Linked DNA regions of Mus musculus: region 1 is linked to region 2. A link is a contact called in public HiCAR-type data. All regions are on one chromosome and are shown on one strand. The core of a region is the stretch at or near the end of the contact, and the rest is flanking DNA. Distances in the headings are between cores, read along the strand shown. Region 1 overlaps Rad51b (RAD51 paralog B). Region 2 overlaps Rad51b (RAD51 paralog B).

Region 1 (4,324 bases), core at 406-2,905, 110 kb before region 2:
AGGTCAATGTGTTTTGGGAAAGGCAAGCAGAGGATGACTACTCTTCTTATTAACAAGGGCACTGAGGAAGGCTTCATAAAAGAGGTGGGAGTTGAGGTGGCTCATCGGTTCATACTCTGGAAGGTTCTATTTACACAGCAGACATAAATTATTTCAGCTCTAAAGAGGTGATTTTAAACTGTCCTTAAATCACTTTAAAGTCTTCGCAGAGAAACTGCAATAAGCAAATATATTTTCTGTAGAAAGAACCCACCCAAACACCTTGACATTTTCATTCCACATACTTCACACATGGTATCTCTTATGTCTGGGAAAGTAGACTAGGAAATGGTTCAAATACCCAAGGGCCTCTAAGCATATATGCTGGAAAGTATACCTAATTTCCAAAAAAAAGGGTCGAATTGCAGAGTACGCCTTGATTGGAAAACAAGCTGCTCGCTTCTGGGGATGGAGCAGATGCTGGAGGTGAGGCATCCATCCAGGGAGTTCAGAGCACCTCCGCTGTCACAAGAGTCACTGCACAGCCTCTTCTTCAGCTCAGCAATCGAGACTGATGGAGGTGTCGCAACATAAAACCCTTCTCATTTGCCTAGAACTCTTCTGACTGCGACTCACAATAAAGCCTGTGATGATGTAGGCGGACAGAACACAGATTAGTCCATAAGGATAGCAAGACATTTGCAATTATCCAGAGTTCCCCTCCCCCCGCCACACAAAAGAGCAAAGTGATTACCCAGAAAAAGACAATAAATGACAACAACAACAAAAAAAGGCAGTAAATGCATTAGGAATTAAGGCTGGATAGAGCTTGATAGACAAGGAAAGGACTAAGGATGAATATGAATATTTATAGTCTAATGAACATATTTTTGTTGTTACTATAGGGAACAACAACATTAGCATAAAGAAACTACATGACTACAAAACACAGGTGTATATAATGCAGCCACCATTTATTCATAATTATTATGTCAAAGTCAGAAAATCCCTGGGAAAACATCTGAATTATTATGAGTTATTATGCTGCTGTGACTCCATTGTTAGTTTACAACTACTTTGAAAACTCTATTTTCATTTGCCCTCATGAGACCCCTGGGGCCTACTATATTTCTTACACCTTTTAAATGACTCTGAGAACGGGCTTCTTTAGAAGTAGAAGGATTCACTGTCCTTTTGCTTTGCCTTGCTGAGACAAGGCTTGGTTATGTTATCATGAACTCCTAGGCCCTCCTGCCTCAGCCATCTCAGCCTTAGGACCAAAGGCATAAGCCACCACGCATGTCTAGAAATGGAGTCCTAAGAACAACCTACCACTGAATTTCATGGCAGAATACATGATGTTTAATGTTAATTTACTTGTCACACAAAAAGGAATTTGCCTTCAAAAATCACATCCCTTAAATACACCTAGAAATTGGGCAATACCCCTTTCAGGAATATCTAGTCTACTTGGAAACCCGAAAGAGCTGAAGTTAAACTGCACAGATTATTCCTAAAAGCCCGGATATGAACATGTTAACCAAGCACTCCGCCTCTGCTCAGCTTGCCAACACGGTAACTTTACTCATGAAGCCCGGTTCCAAGAGCTATCAGATTCCATTCACATTATACAGGCCACTGTGAATCACACTGCCAGCTACTTAGAAACAACGGCCTGTGCTTTTTCCATTGCATCTGGTCTTCCAGCTCTCATGGAAACAAGTGCTGCCACGGCCCCTTGATGAGCCAGCAGAGCCCAGTCATCTGGCAGCAGCGACTGGCCTCTGGCATCTAAGAACACCAACCAGAGAAAATGAGGGGATTAAAAAGGAGAAGTAACAGAAGACAATCAATTTCTCACTCCCTGACGGCCTGCGATTCCAAGGGCCTGATGTAGAACTGACTTTGTTCTGAATGCTATGTACATGAATGAACAACACAGGCCTAGATTTAGACCGTTTTTCTCGTGTGCCTGGGATGAGGTTCAGCGATGTTCCCGCTGGCCCGAGTGCTTCTCAAAGCACACGATTCATTGATGTAATACGCTAAGGAGGATGCATTTCTCATCCCAATATGACATTGTGTGGGAAAATTTAGCTTTGTCACCTGTTTTCCATGAGAGCTTGAGAAAGTTGCATAATCTCTTTCAACTGTACATCCATCTCATCTTTGAAATGAGAATAAGACAACCTGACTTTCCCCTTTAGTATTACAGAATTTCAAGGGCTATTCATCATTAAAAAAGAACATCAGCAAGAACAAAAAAGAAAAGAGAAAAGAAAAAGAAAAAAAAACTTGCAAACTCAGTGTACACCAAGAAGCTAGTCTACTCTTCCAACTTAGGAAAAATAACCTCTATGGCCTCAGAGAACAAAGCCGTCAGCATCTAAGTGCGAAACTGTCTTGTACACAGAGGCCTTCGTGTCTCATTAGAAATCAGAAGGTACCGCATCGCAGCAATCTGCTGTTGAAAAAAAGGGGGTTCCTAACACTCGTGCTCTGCCGTCAGGAATGCAGAGGCTTGACTTACTGTGATGACCCTGTTTCCTCAGTTGCCTCACGGAGCATCGGGAAGAACGGGAAAAACAAGGCTGAACCTACATCAGGCAGGATTTCTGGCTCCATTGAGACATTTCCAAAATGAAGGCACCACTTTTCATGTATACTTATTATAAGATGCACTTCCACTAAAAATTACACTTCTTCTAAATTGAGAAAAGGACTTCCACCTTTCAAACGTCTACTTGTGCCAGATAATATAACTATCATGGTACAGGTCCCCAGCCCACGGCCTACTAATCATGGAACCCAGGGAGTTAATGCATTGTTATGAGATACTCAGAACCTGCAGGAACACTGAGTCAGATCACAACAGGGCCAGCAGAGCTGGCTGTCCAAGAAGTGTAAATGAAACCCCACGCTGTTTCATGTGCGTAAAGGTCTTTTCAGTAAAACCTTTCAAATGCCACCAGGAGTTGATTATAATCCCACTTTTCAAAAGGTTAAATTGCTTACACGGATGTGGTTAATTTTCTTTTAGGGGAACAGGCAGTGTCTGGACATGCGATAAACTATGAGGAGACTGGCAGTGCAGAGGAGCCTCTGTTGTCATGTGTTTCCAGATATCATTTCTCAATGCTGGAATAATCTTTTAAGAAACAGAAGCGATCTATTTAAAAAAAAAAAAGTGCAACTTAGGCTGGCATGTTGGTGTTTTGCTTTTGGTGTGCTTTATTTACAAGGCACCTTGGATTTTGTTTCATTACTAATGTAAAAAGCCTATGTTCTTTTAATAAAATTTTCTGCACTATTCTATGATACAGACCAATTTATTTGGTCAATCCCATGTTGATGGTCTCCGCCCCTCCCCCAGTTCCTCTGCTATCCTACGAAATGGTATAATACTTATACTAATACCAGGAATATTATTTAAATGAGAGTAAAATGGAAAAAAAAACTCCTTAAGGTAGATTATTTAGTGAAAGGATACATACTTTTAAAGTTAATAAAATGTCCACAAAATATAAAACAATTTAGCATTCTATCAATAGTGTGGTACTAAACTTAAGCCAACTCAGACCTGAACAAAATTTAAGGATCTTCAATAATGTAATCAATGAATATTTATTTATTATCAAATGATATTTGAATTTTTAGCTCTATGAAAGAAGGTAGCATGTTTTTCAAAAGTTTAAAATACATTTGTTTTTATTTTTCTGTGATTTATCTCTAGTTTTTAACCAAGTTTTGGTCTAAGTTTGGTCATCATTTTTTTGCTTATTTGGAGATGTTCTTTATGCACTAGAAAAAGAAGTCCATGGTCTGTGATATTTTTTCCAGATTTTCATTTGCCATTTGACTCAGCTTATAATGGATTTTCTAGCTATACATTAATCTCCTTAAGCATTTGATTATATTGCATTTTATGGTGTGTAAGTTTTATATGTTGAAAAGCCTTTCTCACACAGAGATTTATTTTAAATGGTCTGACTCTCCCCCCCTAAAATACCTGATTATATTTTCTACAATTAAATAATTATTGCACTTTGCTATTTGAGGATAAGGCTCTCTGTCAGCATCCTACGTGAAAGACAGCACAATAGTGATTAACAGCAGGCTCCAGAACGAACGTGTTCTACACATAAAATGTGTGGTCTTTCTGAAGGTAATATTGCTGCAGTGAAGCAGAAACATTGAGTTTCTGGAGGTTCAGAGGAATTAGAGCCCATGTAGTACTTAGAAAAGTACTGAAAATATAACAAGCACTCAGTAAAACCCATGCTATTATTCATGAATTTAGGGGGAAGAGGTCAGAAAGAGCTCATGTAGCTGACTATTGGCCTTG
Region 2 (4,092 bases), core at 578-3,077:
GTTTACTTGCAGAAATTATGTGACCGTCACATTTACCAATGACAAGTATGCCCACAGGTTGAGAACCACCGCTCTGGAGGAAACTATAAATCAGGCTTGTGGAGAAATGGTGAGGGGACAAGGTAAATAGAATCAGTGTAAAGAAGGGCGTGGCGTTTAGACTCTGCTGGTGACACCAGGCAGAGCAGGTGGAGAGGGGAACAGTTAACTCTGGGAAGATCACGGAGCCTCCAGTGGCAGCTCTGAAATGCCTTGAGGTAGTCAAGCAAAATTATTTATTTACTTAAAATGTTCAGGCCTGTTCAAAATTAGAATTGAATGCTCTGTTCTAACTGTACTCAATTAAATATTTTCAAGCTATATGCAAATCATAATTGCACTTTTAAATTTTACTCTTGTGGGGTAAAAACAACTCTTAACACTTATCTCTAACAGCAGTGAAGCCTCGGGGCTCTAGAGCTGTTCCCAGTGAACTCAGGGCTTTCCTTGCAAAACCTCCGCACTTCGCAGTTTCATGTTTATATCATAACCAGGGAGTAAAGTACACTGCCCCCTCTGCACCCCACCCTGAACACACACCCTGCTAGCAAGATAAATCGGCCAGCTTTCGGCATATGGAAGCATTTTTATATTGTCAGCTCTGGTGGGGTAGGGAGGAAAACAATTTGCAAATGCCACTCAGTGAAATACACACTTTCAAGTAAGCCTGATTAGAGAAAGGTTCGTGTGGCAAGCATCGCATTCAGTAAATCCTTCCCCTTTCGTGGAGAACGGAATGTTAACTTTGTATAAAATACAGCAGAGTGATCAAGAAAGATGGAAATCAAGTAAAAACTGTAAGATTCTTCAGGACATGGGAGATTATTAAAGAACTGGTCTGAAATATGTAAGCAAATGAGCTAATTTTTATTTTAAATTCCTTATCCAAATAGTGAAGTGTCGGGAAAAGGAATGGGGCTGGGGAGGGGGGCAGCTAGAGAAGGCTAAGCAGACTCTTCAAAGAGCCGCACCAGGCTCCTCCTGACACCCCCCAAGCCTGCTGCTCCCCCTCATTTCTTTACCTCCTTTCTATAGAGCAGGAGTGGTGCCTGTGCAGAGCACACAGGACTCACGAGAAGACAACCCAGAGCCATCATAGGGTGGCTATCACCAGGATGCTCTATGGAAGGCTGGGCTGCAGACAGGAGGTACTGGGGTGATCTAGACAGTAAATGTGTATTTACATATCCTGTATGTCTTGCTTTCCCAAGGGCATGATCCCTCACCCCACTCCCCCAAAATCACTAGCAAAGGACCAAAGGCAATAGTCAAAAGGTGGAATCTTTTCTAGCCCTTGAATTTCTCTAATTCAAGTATTTCTGCAATAGAGTAAGGATTTTTTTTTTCCTTAAACACACATATGCACAAATAACAGGGAGAGACTGGTTTTTGTTTTGTTTTGTTGGGTTTTAGTTTTGTATAAACATCAGTAATTTAGCCACAAGGAAACCAAAAATGTTCAAATAATAACCTGAATCACAGACTCAAATTATAAGTAATCCTAAAACCAAGCCTAAACAGACTATGCGATGGCTCTAATGGAAAAAGACAAATGTTGAATCAGTGTCTCAGGCATCAGCAGAGAAGCTCCCTCTTGTAACAGATGGGAATGAAGCAGAGAGACCTACCTACAACCTGACAAGAATTGGCAGAGGGAGAGACTTTGGAGTACTGGGTCCTAAAAAGATGTCTTCATGGAAGCCGTCCTCTCAAGGCTCAGAGAACTGTGCAGAAGGGGAGGCAGAGAGACTGAAAGAGCCAGAGGGGTGGGGCATGACTGACATCAAGAAAACACTTCCAGATACCAGGGGACTGACTCACGAGTGAGCTCCCAGAGACTGTGGCAGCATGCACAGGGCTTGCATGGGTTCTAGTCAGATGGGTCCTGGCCCTGAGAAAGAGAATATTTTTCAAAAATCGGTTTTCTCCAGTGGAGCCTCACTATGTATATAAACCACACTTCAGGGTAGGCTTCATGCTCAGCAGTAGGTCAACTCAAACCATACTTAGCTGAATATTTGTACACTTTTGTGTCTCATATTGCTTTGTTTGGGCAACTGTTTATCATCTGGTCTTTTGTTGGTATATTATGGTTTCTGATTGTGTTTTTATGGTGTGTGTGTGTGTGTGTGTGTGGAAGAGAGAGAGAGTTTTTCTTGAGCTTCTTCTTCTTCTTTTTTCTTTAATTCTAGGGGTTTTGAGAGAGTCTTTATTATTGGAGCCATGGAGACAGGGATAAGATGGAGAAAAAGAAACCATGATCAGAACATACTGATGAAAAAAATACCTTATTTTCCATTTTAGAACAAGAAGATGAATGTGCCTCTGTCCTCTGACTTTAAGCAAATATTCTCCCTGAGTCTTTAGGGTACAAAGGAGACAATGAGGAGGAGGAGGAAAACTGAGAGAAGGTTAAAACTAACAATGCAAACAGAGCTGTGTCTTAGCTAAGCACAGAACTTAACGTCACTAAAAGAGCCCAGCTGTCTTTCCCACTGGCATGCTCTCTGGACTCATTCTTCCAGAATGTACTAAAAGTACTAAGAATGCTATGGAACACAATTAGCCACATTATTTACAGGCTATTTCAGGTTGTAAACTTATATTATTATTATTTTAACTTTTCTCAGTGAATGAGAAGATGATGAAACTAAATTTCAGTTATTTGTCTTCTCTCTCTCTCTCTCTCACCCTCTCTCTCTCTCTCTCTCTCTCGTGTGTGTGTGTGTGTGTGTGTGTGTGTGTGTGTGTGTTTGTGTATGTGTATCAAATTCATGGAAACTTTAAAAAATAGAAGTAAATTTCTTGTTTATCTAATAAATTCTGCTTATCTCAGTAAAAGAACCTGGCCAGCCCATAATGAAGTAGGATAGGGGTCAGTGTTCCTATCTGTCCTGCTCCAGGCAACCTGTACACTTTTGCTTTGACATCTCAAGGCTAACTGCCAATTCTGATGGTTAGCCAAAGGGGAAGGGTTTTCTTTAATTAATCTCTTCATGCAGCAATTCATCAGGAAACTGATGAAATGTAGCCGCATACCATACTAAAGTCAGCTAATCCCCATGCATGGCTCTGGGAGTTATCCTTCGTTCAGCAGCATCCTGGGGAGAAGGTTTTACAGTCAAGTCAAGGTTCCTAGCTGCTCAATCAGAGCATTCAGCAAAAGGCACACAGGAAGTAAAGGATATTGCATTTGGAAAATTGGAATTCTCTTTGGAAAGAGAAATTAACTAACCCACTTAAACAAATTAAAAATAGAGAAATAAACTGTGCTGGCATTACATGTTAATACAACAGGAATTTGAAGTTTAAGAACTACTTGGGCCAGAAACAGTCTAAAGTGGCTTTACGAGAATGGAAAGAACATAATGAGATTTGGGTTGACAAAAGAAGTAAAGAATTGAAAAAACAGGAGGGGAGACAGGAGAGTGTAAGCAAAGGGATACAGCAAGACAGGGAACTTTCTGCATGTGGTCTGAGGGATTTAGATGGACTTTAGTCTACAGTAGAAGCAATTAAGTAAAGTAGGTGTTTAAAATAAAATTGGTTGAGGGCTAGGGTGATGGCTTCATGGTTAAAAGCACTGGTTGATTATGTAGAAAACCCGGATTTGGCTCCTTGAGCACCTACCAGGTGGTCACAACTTCCCATTAACTCCAGTTCCAGGAAATGGAAGCCCTCCTCTGTTCTTCATGGGCAGCAGACACAGATGTGGCACACATACACAGATGAACACAAACACTCATAGGCATATTTTTAATAAATAAATAATCTTCTAAAGAGAAACAGTTGAACAAGTGGAGGAAGTCTGGTTTGTGGTTGCATTTAAATGTCAAGGAGGCAAATCTAACCCTGAAGATTAGATCGGTGAGGCACAATTAGTTATCACAAGGGAGGCAGCAACTTGAGTCTCTTTCCAGTGGATGGTTTAAAAACAACAACAACAACAACAAACAAACCACGTGTGACAAAAATTAGAAGGCAGCAAAGGAGCTGTTGAAGCTATGCACACGTGTGTAGCACTAAAGGCCTCAGGTTGCAGCTACCAGGCAG

Evidence for each region. HiCAR-type assays count read pairs that join an accessible place to other places.
Region 1: a contact with region 2 is called in a HiCAR-type map of fibro-adipogenic progenitors, with 2.5 times the contacts expected there. The contact joins two enhancer-like sites. A contact is called at or near these places in 2 of 15 datasets of contacts at CTCF or cohesin (the NIH/3T3 cell line and large pre-B cells), 4 of 484 Hi-C or Micro-C datasets (the G1E-ER4 cell line, bone marrow-derived macrophages and nephron progenitors) and 2 of 115 datasets of contacts at active chromatin or transcription factors (CD8 T cells and fibro-adipogenic progenitors).

What each region holds. Positions count from the first base shown.
Region 1 is chr12:79,486,377-79,490,700 of GRCm38.p6, reverse strand. The region is part of intron 7 of Rad51b (RAD51 paralog B); the gene reads right to left. Among named protein-coding and RNA genes, the nearest start is that of Rad51b, 190 kb to the right of the region's middle. Within about 2 kb of position 1,655, at least 102 of the 459 cell types and tissues checked have an H3K27ac peak or open chromatin away from gene starts, as enhancers often do. A contact at or near this core is called in the NIH/3T3 cell line and fibro-adipogenic progenitors, where this site is marked.
Region 2 is chr12:79,381,491-79,385,582 of GRCm38.p6, reverse strand. All of the region lies in intron 7 of Rad51b (RAD51 paralog B), which reads right to left. Among named protein-coding and RNA genes, the nearest start is that of Rad51b, 86 kb to the right of the region's middle. Within about 2 kb of position 1,827, at least 74 of the 459 cell types and tissues checked have an H3K27ac peak or open chromatin away from gene starts, as enhancers often do. A contact at or near this core is called in the NIH/3T3 cell line and fibro-adipogenic progenitors, where this site is marked.